2 separate regions of the Mus musculus genome follow, and region 2 is linked to region 1. The links are chromatin contacts, called in public HiChIP or PLAC-seq maps. All regions are on one chromosome and are shown on one strand. The core of a region is the stretch at or near the end of the contact, and the rest is flanking DNA. Distances in the headings are between cores, read along the strand shown. Region 1 has its middle 190 kb from the start of Gm31711. Region 2 has its middle 460 kb from the start of Gm25020.

Evidence for each region. HiChIP or PLAC-seq counts read pairs in DNA pulled down with a chosen protein or histone mark.
Region 2: a contact with region 1 is called in a FOXA1 HiChIP or PLAC-seq map of pancreatic cancer cells. The contact joins two enhancer-like sites. A contact is called at or near these places in 1 of 484 Hi-C or Micro-C datasets (the AML12 cell line) and 1 of 115 datasets of contacts at active chromatin or transcription factors (pancreatic cancer cells).

Annotation. Positions count from the first base shown.
Region 1 is chr13:16,451,294-16,456,362 of GRCm38.p6, reverse strand. No RefSeq gene overlaps it. Among named protein-coding and RNA genes, the nearest start is that of Gm31711, 190 kb to the right of the region's middle. Within about 2 kb of position 2,617, at least 8 of the 459 cell types and tissues checked have an H3K27ac peak or open chromatin away from gene starts, as enhancers often do. A contact at or near this core is called in pancreatic cancer cells, where this site is marked.
Region 2 is chr13:16,744,135-16,749,203 of GRCm38.p6, reverse strand. No RefSeq gene overlaps it. Among named protein-coding and RNA genes, the nearest start is that of Gm25020, 460 kb to the left of the region's middle. Within about 2 kb of position 2,518, at least 5 of the 459 cell types and tissues checked have an H3K27ac peak or open chromatin away from gene starts, as enhancers often do. A contact at or near this core is called in pancreatic cancer cells, where this site is marked.

The DNA.
Region 1 (5,069 bases), core at 1,368-3,867:
CAGGAACTTGCCTTTTTCTTTTAATATTTTCCACAACAGCTATACCCTGAGCAACTAATTACCTCCTATGATGTCTCACATCTATTAAAGGTGCCGCGACTTTCTCAGCTATCTGTTACACTAAGTATCAAGTTTGCAATGCATGATCCTTGGGCAAATACCCAGGAATAAAATAATCAAAATCACAGAAGAGGGGAGATGCCAAGGGAACATAAGTCTGTGATATTGGAGGGAAATAGGAAAGGCCCTGTCATATAGATAAAAAATATGTGGTTTCTTCTCCAAGTGAGCATATATTCTTGAAGACTTGCAGACAGCTGTGCCTTGAGGGTGCTACATAGTAACAAGGCCAGGTGATCATTACAGGCTGAATGACCGATAGTAGCTTTGGTTTTTGACCTTAAAGTTGGCTCCTGTTTATTTTCAGGTAGAAAAAAGTTCTGGTAAGGAGCACTTCTAGCATCTCTGGTAATTTCTCATATGTGAAAAGGTTGTACAGGTTTTGTTGTGGGGGAGGAGGGAGTTGGCCACAGGTGTAATTCCTCAGTTCAGAATCTCTCTTTATGGTATAAAGATCTTTGAGTCTTTCTTGCACTAATTAAAACAGATACATTATCATGCTGCTTAAATTACAAGTCTGATAAAGTTTCAGAGTATCATAACAGAGAAACAAGTCCCCAAAATGGGAAAAAGTGGGAAGACTAGCCTCCTAGCAATGAATCCTATGATAAGAGATTTCCCAGATAATTTAACTCTGACATAGCAGAGACAATGGAGACTTCAAGAAACATAATGGTATCACCTAGCTAGACTGTGGGTAGTATGGGTGAGCTGGGTTTAGAGCACACATTTTTAGAGGTCTCCTAATGTTCTTTCAGGATATGTCAGCTCTGTTCTAAGTTGATAGTCACTTTAGAGTCTAAAACTAAAGCATCTTTCTGAGCCCTGGTTGCTTTTTACTCAGTTTTGAGTGGAGGAATAAGAGGAAGGACCAGTCAGTGCACTTTGTTATGACTCTGGGTATATTAAAACATAAAGATACATTACTGGGCGATTATAAAGCATGCAGCATATTTTAAATGTTTACATTTAGCTAAATAGAAATTCTAAGAAGTACAATTTATTTTATTATTCACAAGATTGCCTAGGACTTGGAAAATTATTGACATATTCTCTCAATCTGCTCTCTGTATCTCAGAAACTAAATAAATCAGCTTGCTTAGTGATAAAATCAGAACTAAGGCTGAGGCCTAGACTAAATGACCCTCCCTGCTCTTATGTGACAAGCCTGTTATCAGCAGTCCTTCAGCCTGTGTCCACTGTGAGGAACCCTGTCTCCTAGCTGTTCTCCTCTGTAGGTTAAAGTGGGCTTCTGCAAGGACTATGTATCTTGACATTTCTTTGAGCTTCTGACATTGTGCTGAATGACTTGAGCTGTTATCTGTCCTGATTTGAGCCTTCTTAGCAGGCTCTGCTATCACAACCCTGTGTAATTCTCAATGACCCTAACAGCCTGGCTTTCCTATCAGCAAACTGATTGTCCTCTCTTTACCATCTTTTACTGAAAACAGAACTGATAAAGAAGGGAGAAAATGCTTGCTTAATCTGTGCTAAAAAATGTCATAGGACTGGCAAACAAAGCAGACAGTGGTTCAGAGGCTCCTCCAAGGAAGCCTAGCTCTGGCTTGAAGACTAATCTTAGCTTCCACTTTGTAGCTGTGGACAAGTGCCCATGTAGATTGCTTCCAATGCAACCCTAACATCTCATAGACTTATTCCAAGAGGACAGTATTTCTTGTCCCTGAAAGGCAGTGGGTCTGAAATATCAGTTCCTTCCAGAAAGATCATATGTGGAGATCAAGAGAAAAACCCCTCAATGGGTTGCTCCACAGAATTCCAGACTTTCCCTGTACAGCCACAGAACACCATAGAAACTCAGCAAATTACCTTCCATCTTCTGACGTGGGGGCACATTTGAGTGAAATTGAACTAGAAAAAGCCCCTTTGAGCCCATTGAAACAGGGGCATGCCATCTGCCCTCTATTTGTGACCAGAAAGCTCATGCAAAAGAACTACAGGATGCTAACCATGAGTTAAGAAAATGTTACTAAAGAAGAAAGTGTCCCACTTGTCCTGTAACAAGTCCCAGACCCAGGCTTTATGGGAAGAAGCAGCAGGTTAACCTGCCCTTCCTGCCTACCATCAAGCAAACCTCAGTGAGATCCAAGAAATCGCACAGTGGCCAAACATGAGGTTGCTTTTTATATCTATTGTTTTTATGGCAAGCAGATGTGCTTGGTACCTACATTTAAGTACTCATTGATTTAGATGTTGATTTTGCAGACTCATAGAAATTACAGCATAGGCTCTGTTTGTCCCATTCCTGAGGGGGGAACATGCAGACTGTCTCTGTTGCTAGAGCTGTGATCCTGCTCTACCTCATGTTCCTCCTCCTACAGAGCTAAGGTGGCTACAGGCTCCCTGTTGGCTATACACATTGTGTAGAGTTACAGTAGATGAGTGAGATCCTGTTAGAAGCAACTGTGGTTATAAGAGTACCCCAACAGGCATCCCTGAGCATAGCCCAGTAGGCTGCAGTTGCTTTTGTTGTGATTCTTGTATACTTAGCCTTACACAGTGAACTAAAGTGGTTGGGATGGACCTTGGCAGAAAGCAGTGACACATGTTATCTCTGCTTAGCCAAGGCTTAAGCTTGGGGCCAGACCTCCAATCCTACAACTTCTCTTTACTGTGTTTGCTCCTGTTGGGTGGATAGGTTACTGATGCTCCTTGTCTACTCCACTGAGCAAGGTGAGATAAGTTCACTCAACTATAGGTCTCTCTGTTCAGATCAGGACCCAGAAGCCTAACCACATTCTCTGCTGCACAAAACATTAACATTTGCAGGAGAAAAGTAAACCACAAAAATGTGGCCATTTGCCCAAACTGCATGACACAAAGACTATGTAGATATTGAGGTCATTTTGATGCCACATGGTTATTGAAATACACTTTCTCATCATTGAGCTCAAAGGGCAAAGAGCTCAATTTAGTGCAAACTTCACTGAGTTGCTGTAAGGCCTATTTAGCACAACTCACATGAGCAAGGTACTCTTGACCTAGCCTGTTCAGCCTCATAATCCTACATACACTTTTCTCTGTAAAACTACCATACCTTAAATATGGAAGTCTTCTACCCTAATCAGTTCTACCTGCTGATGGGGATGACTTTGAAGTCATCTAGTTCAAACCCTGCTCTGTAACATTAACTCTATCACATCAGTACCATGTGGATGAAATCTTTTGCTTGAGTTAAAGTCCTTAAATGGCCACTGACATCTTTGCTTGCTTTGTATACACTTGCTTTTTATTTTACCTGAAGCTGGGTGTTTTGTTTTGTTGTTACTGTTGCTTTGTTCCTTCTCAGAGGTGTTGAAGTCTTCCTGCTTCTCCTTAGGTATACTGAACAGTTCGTGTTCCTCCTTGGGTATATTTAACCTGTCCTGTTCTTTCTCTGGTGTGTACTAAAGGGAGGTCATAGCTTCCCAAGTATGTTGGGAGTATTAAGCTATAATGTTTCTGCAGAGACTCCTGTCTGTGGTTTTAAAGTCACATTCCTTTATCTATTAAGACAGTTCATATCTCCTTCATGAACTGTGCTGCTGAGATATTTTTCCATCCATGTATGGCAGAGTTATTATAGAAATTCCTCCTGTAGATTGACTGGTTATTTGCCAATTTCACCATTCTTTGGGATGAGAAAGTAGCAGAGATTGTTCTGTCTATTCAAATGTGAGTAATTTCTGAGGTTTATAATGAGGTTAGCAACACTGTTTAGATTCACATCTTTACAATCAATTGTCCCCAAAGTGGTGGAAATGGGAACATGTTTCTGCATAATTTTCTGTCATAGGTTTATAAGAAGTCCATTTGGAATGTTTAGCCTACAAAGATTATATTGGATTCAAGGTCCAGTTAATTTGTTGCTACATTCATTATGGTAACACATCCACTTCATGGAATCTATGGCTGTCATCCCACAAAACATAGTTAGTTTGATGCCTTATTGATTATGTTTCAGTTTTAAGGAGACAAATGCTACTGGAATTAAATCTATTCATTTCCCAGATAAACTATAAACAAGACCTATAGTAACTATCTCCCATTGTCCTCCTGACTCCACCATTGCTCCCTTTCCCCAAACCTGATCTCTACTTACACACTAGGTCCCTTCTCATCTTTCTATCTCACTCTCCATCTTTTCACCTCTGGAATTTCCCACAATTATCTGTCAGTTTTTCAACCTTTCCCTGTTACTCACCCCAAACAATGTCAAATGTCTACATAACCATTTTTTTTAATTGTAAAATTTTCACAGTAAAAAAATTCTTTCCTTTCTCACTTTTATTACTTCTATTAGGACAGTCATTAATTTCTTTATTCCATAATATGAATTGAATTATGCCTGCCACCCAAAGTTCCATGTTGAAGAGTTAATTATGTTTTAATTATACTTGGATATAGGAATTTTAAGGAATATTAAAACTGAATGAGGTTATGATGTTGCTCATAATCCAGTAGAACCAGTATCCTTTAAACAAGACCAATAATCAGTTTCCAACCCTGTTTTCCCCATCTATATACTCTCACAAGGAAGACCACATGCAGGCCTAGAAAAGATAAGTTTTCTTCAAAAGAGGAAAGGAGACTTTGCATCAAGAAGAACCATCCCATACCCTGATACTATACTTCCCAGCATTCAGAACTGGGAAAAAATTAAAATTTTGTTACTTGAGTCATCTAAGTGTGAGGCATTTGGCATTACTAGTCCAGGACACCTCTTATGTGACTTGGCCAATTATTGATCACAACACAAAGACAGCTCCTTCCCATGCCATGGTTGATCTAATAAATGTCCATGGCCTTGACTAGACACATGTAGTTCTCTCTGTTTCTCTCAGCTCCCCTCTGAGTCTTTTCTTTCCTCATTACTTAAGGTCCTGCTAGTTCTTGCTTTTTCACAGAAGCTAATGCTTTTCCACTGTTCGAATCTGGATCTTGCTGCTTTA
Region 2 (5,069 bases), core at 1,269-3,768, 290 kb before region 1:
ATTGTAATAAGGATGTTACACATGTGAGGGAATTTAATCTTGACAACAATGTGTGAGAACTGACCCTTCAGTGATTCATATTTTATAAAGGAGAATTGTTAGAAGTCATGTACATTATTTTTAAAGGAGATATCAATCCTGGCAGTCGTGCAGACTCCAGAAAGCAACCTCTTGCAGCTATGTCCTTTTATACCAGACTAAAACTACTACAGCACTACCAGTTTACTTTCATTGATTATAGCTGTTAATCCTTCCATTTCTGTTATGGTAAGAAAGATGATAAGGTACTCCTGACCTGACCTCTTCCAGAAGGAGCTAAGGCACTAGCATGTCATCATCTCTGAGCTCATATTTCTGAGATGGGTAGAAGGCAAGTTGTTTTCATAAGCAAAACAGCATTTTTCCCTCTCTTTAACTGTGTTTTCCTGGATGCAACTCTTAGAAATGGTCCTTTGTCTCAAACAACTCATGTATTTGTATCCAATGTACACTGTTTGCTACTGAATGGCGTCCTTCTCCTAGCAGAGTTGTAGATTTGCCAGTCCAACATTGGTCTTACAGCTAGTGTTTCTCTGATCAAAATGCAAATCAATAGAGATTTACAAGTTAGATCACAGGTCCTGCATTTGAGAAGACAGAGTAACAGGTTGTGTGGAGACCAGCATAGCTGAAAGGAATGAGGCCTATCACAGCGTTGCCTATCTGTTCTTTGACAAATTGCTTCCCCAACCCAAATATCACAGAACGGCCCAAATATCACAGAATGAGCTACCCACTGTGTTTGAGTGTGTCCCTCAATAGATCATGCATTCAGAACTAGACTTCAAACACAGAGGTGTTGGGGGTAACGTCCAGTGAATGGTTCTTAGGCCACAAGGGCTCAATTCTTCAGCTGATTAATAGCAGGAGATTTAGATCTTGCTATAGAGGGTATTTGGCTTCCATGGATTCCTCTTTCTTCTCCTGCCAAATGTCATGTTCTACCCTTCTGATATAACATGAGGTCTTCACCAAAACCCAAGAAGCATCATGCCTTTGTGTTTCCTAGCAGAAGATCCCAGAAACATGAACTGAAATAAACATTTATGAACTGCACACATGTTAATATTCTATTATAGCAAGAAGAAGTACACTTAGAATGTATCTTATGAAAGGTGTCTTGCCAATCAAAAACCTCCTGAAAGAACATGTTGGTTATTGAAGTCACTGAAGTGTAATTTGTGCTCTCTAGCATTCTCAGCAATTCAGGGAAATTTTTTCTGAAATTTATTATATATTTTAACTTTTATTGTCTAGTAATTTATTGATAATAGATCTATAGCATTTAATCTTAAAGGCTAATACAACAGCCAAACAAAACAAAATATATTAATCTGCATTCAAAGATGGAGCATTCAGCAGGTGAACATACTGGGTTAGGCTGTTATTATTTTGTTTTCTGTACATTATCTGCATTGCTATGTAGTTTATATGTAAGATAAACAGGTGGTATGTGTGTATCTGGTATGTGCGTGGCATGCATAGTATATTTGCAACATCTGTGTGTGTCATACATGTCATATATTTGTGATAGATGTGTATAGTATATACGTTTGGTATATGTGTATGGTGTTTTGTATGGTATTTGTATATATGTGTGAGTGATGTATCTGTGTGGTAAGTTTGTTATATGTCTATTTTGAATATATTTTATGTATTGGCACACACACACACACACACACACACACACACACACACATATATATATATATATATATACACACATATATGTGTGTGTGTTTGTGTGCGTTATAGTATATGTTCTGTTGTATGCAGTCTCTCTGTCTGGTATATGTATATAATGTATGTATGTGGCATATATGTGTGGTAAATGAGTATGGCATCTATGTACAGAATATATGTATAATGGATATGTGTGTTGGATATGTTATATGTGTGTTCTGTATCTGTACATGTTACATGTGTGTGTGTGTGTGTGTGTGTGTGTGTGTTGACAGATAACCAGAAGTTGGAGAAGGACACCCAGAGTGAAAGGCTCCCTTGAGACAGAAGCTATCTTGGCATTCAGCAATCCTTCTGTCTCTGTCCCACATGCATTGAGTTTGCAGGTATACACAGCTATGCCTAGTTTCAATGTGTGTGTGTTAAGGACTTGAAGTCAGATCTTCACACTCAAGCAGCAAGTTTTCTTAGGCACTGAGCCATCTCTCCAAACCCATTTTGCAATGTTTAATGTTTAGAAATAATTATTAAAAATTATTAATTCATAGTTAGGCATAGTGGTATGAACTTTTAATTCTAGCACCAGGAAAACAACAATGGGTGCATCTTTGTGAGTTTGCAAGCACCCTGCTCTACATAGTTCCAGATAAGCCAGGACACACAGTGAGACCCTTCTGTTTACAAATTACTTTTCAAACTAATGTCATCAAATAAATTATTACCTAAGAACAGTGCAGCCACCATTCTCTGGCATTCTTACATACTGCTTCTGGACAATGAATTTGCTTCAACCAGGACCTGATTCATCATTAAAGCATCAATGGAACTTGGCAAATTCCCAGCTCTCTGCATCCACACTTGTCATCCTGTGCTTGAACATTTGCTTATGCCTCCTTACCATTACCTTGATGTCCTGGCCATGGGTTGACGGCTAATATGGGCTTGCTATAGATATGCCTACCCACTTCCCTGATGACAAATTGGAGTCTTTTAACTTCCTTTTGAGAAAGATGGCATTGGTTGCTGCCTCACTGCCTGGCCTACAATTACATCAGAAATGTTCACTCAGCACCGCTTCTGTCTGAGGATGTTCTGCACTATAACCTTTCTCGTCGTGCAAGGTGGGAAACAGGGCTCTTGGGAGGTTTCTGAGTTTTTTGTTTTTCTTTTTACTATAGAAAAATACATTTAAAGAGTAATCTTAAAGAAACATATTTCAGAAAATGGCTTTAATGAGCAGTGACTCCCTTTGCCTATATTTAGCTGAGGTATTTTCCTGTGAAATAGAGATCTTAGCAGGCTGCCACTCATCATTTTCTGTGTTCAATACTCACCACTGTAAAATGGTCCCAGTTTATGTGCTCCAAGCACTTATTTCCATGCTCATTCTTTTTTCTTAAAGTGAAAATAACACCTTGTTACCTAGAGGACCAAATGCATTGCAAATAACAAACACTATCTGATTTTCTAGAGCCACCTTGTGCTCTCATAGATTTAGCAGATCTAAGCGTCAAAGGGGAAAAGTCTCAATTCTACTATATGAAAAAATTCCTAAATTCCAGAAGGGTGAATGAACAGATGGGTACTTTTGGGACATGTGTGTGTGTGTCATTTTTGTTTTACATTTCCTTGGCTCTGCAAGAGAACACATTTCTACAAAGCATGGTAGCTAAAGGGAGGGATCATGTTAAACTAAACCTGGAAGCAAGAAATGAGAAGTAAATAGTTTAGCAAAAATGCAGTTCCATATGTTAATTCTGAAAAGTTTCATTATTGAAACCACAGATTTAAAATAACAGAGCCACAGTCTAAGACACAAGAGATAAATAGTGGCTGCTGGAACAGAAATTACTTTTCTTGCTTGAAGGTATATATGTCATTCCACTCATTCATAGATGTATTTGGGCCTTCTGTTCATTAAGGAAATTCAATGTTTTAATAAACATCTGTAAAAAGCCACTACAGATTAGGACTCCTGCTCTCAAGTGGCAATTTCCTACCTAGGAATTGAAGCTCTAGTTTCCAACAGCACAGAAGTATGGCTACAGATTCACTTCTTGCCACAAGCATACAATGCTGGTGAATACTAAGTTATAATGCCAAGGCAATTGCCAAACACATCCAAAGAGAAAACTGAAAAACAAAAAAACAAACCAACCAACCAACCAACCACCCAGATTGTCAGAATGAAGAATGAGTTCTGACCAGAGCTAATTAATATAGGAACATTTTATAGTGTTGGGTAGCCAGGATGTTGACAGATGCCTTACAACATATATATATATATATATGTATATGTATATGTATATGTATATATGCACTTAGGGGTAAATGCTTACATTTAGACAAGAGTTTTATACTTTGGTTCCTGTGAAGCACGCCTCTCTGAAATGGATGGCCTAGTCAGCCATCACTGGAAAAAGAGGTCCATTAGACTTGCAAACTTTATATGCCCCAGTACAGGGGAACGCCAGGGCCAAAAGGTGGGAGTGGGTGGTTAGGGGAGTGGGGGGGGGTGGAGGGTGTGGGGGACTTTTGGGATAGCATTGGAGATATAAATGAGGAAAATACCTAATAAAAATATTAAAAAAAAAGAAATGGATATTTCACATTGGTTGAGTTACCTACTCTGTGAAAATACCTGACAGGTTGCAAGATATCTTTCCCCAGGTTTGCTGGAAAGCAGAAACACCACCAACTAACTAACAAATGAAAAACAACTTTCTTGAGAAATTCAAAGCCTAAACTAATGTCTTAGTTAAGGTTTTACTGCTGTGAACAGGCACCATGGCCGAGGCAAGTCTTATAAAGGACAAAATTTAATTGGGACTGGCTGATAGGTTCAAGGTTCAGTCTCTTATCATCAAGGCAGGAGCATGGCAGCATACAGGCAAGCTTGGTGCAGGCAGAGCTGAAAGTTCTACATCTTCATCTGAAGCAGCTATGAGATTATTGACCTCCAGGCAGCTAGGACAATGGTGTTAAAGCCCATGCACACAAGGCCACGCCTATTCCAACAGGGCAATTCTTCCCAACATTGCCACTCCCTGGGCCAAGCATATACAAACCATCACACCTACCATGTGCAGAGGTGTGGCAAGCCATGTTTTATTACTAGCTGGAACATAATGTTGACTCAGAAACAGTAGGAACTCTGGTACCAGGCAGATGAAATCCTTGACAGTTTTCATAACCTATACTGGTAGGGATTCCAAGACTCACAGAGAAAAGGATAGTGTATTTATTAACTTGCACGTCCAATACATGTGTTAAAGAATCATGTCATGGTTTGTGTGACCCTTTGCATATTTTCCATTCGAGGTGGTGCTCTGCATGGAATACTACTA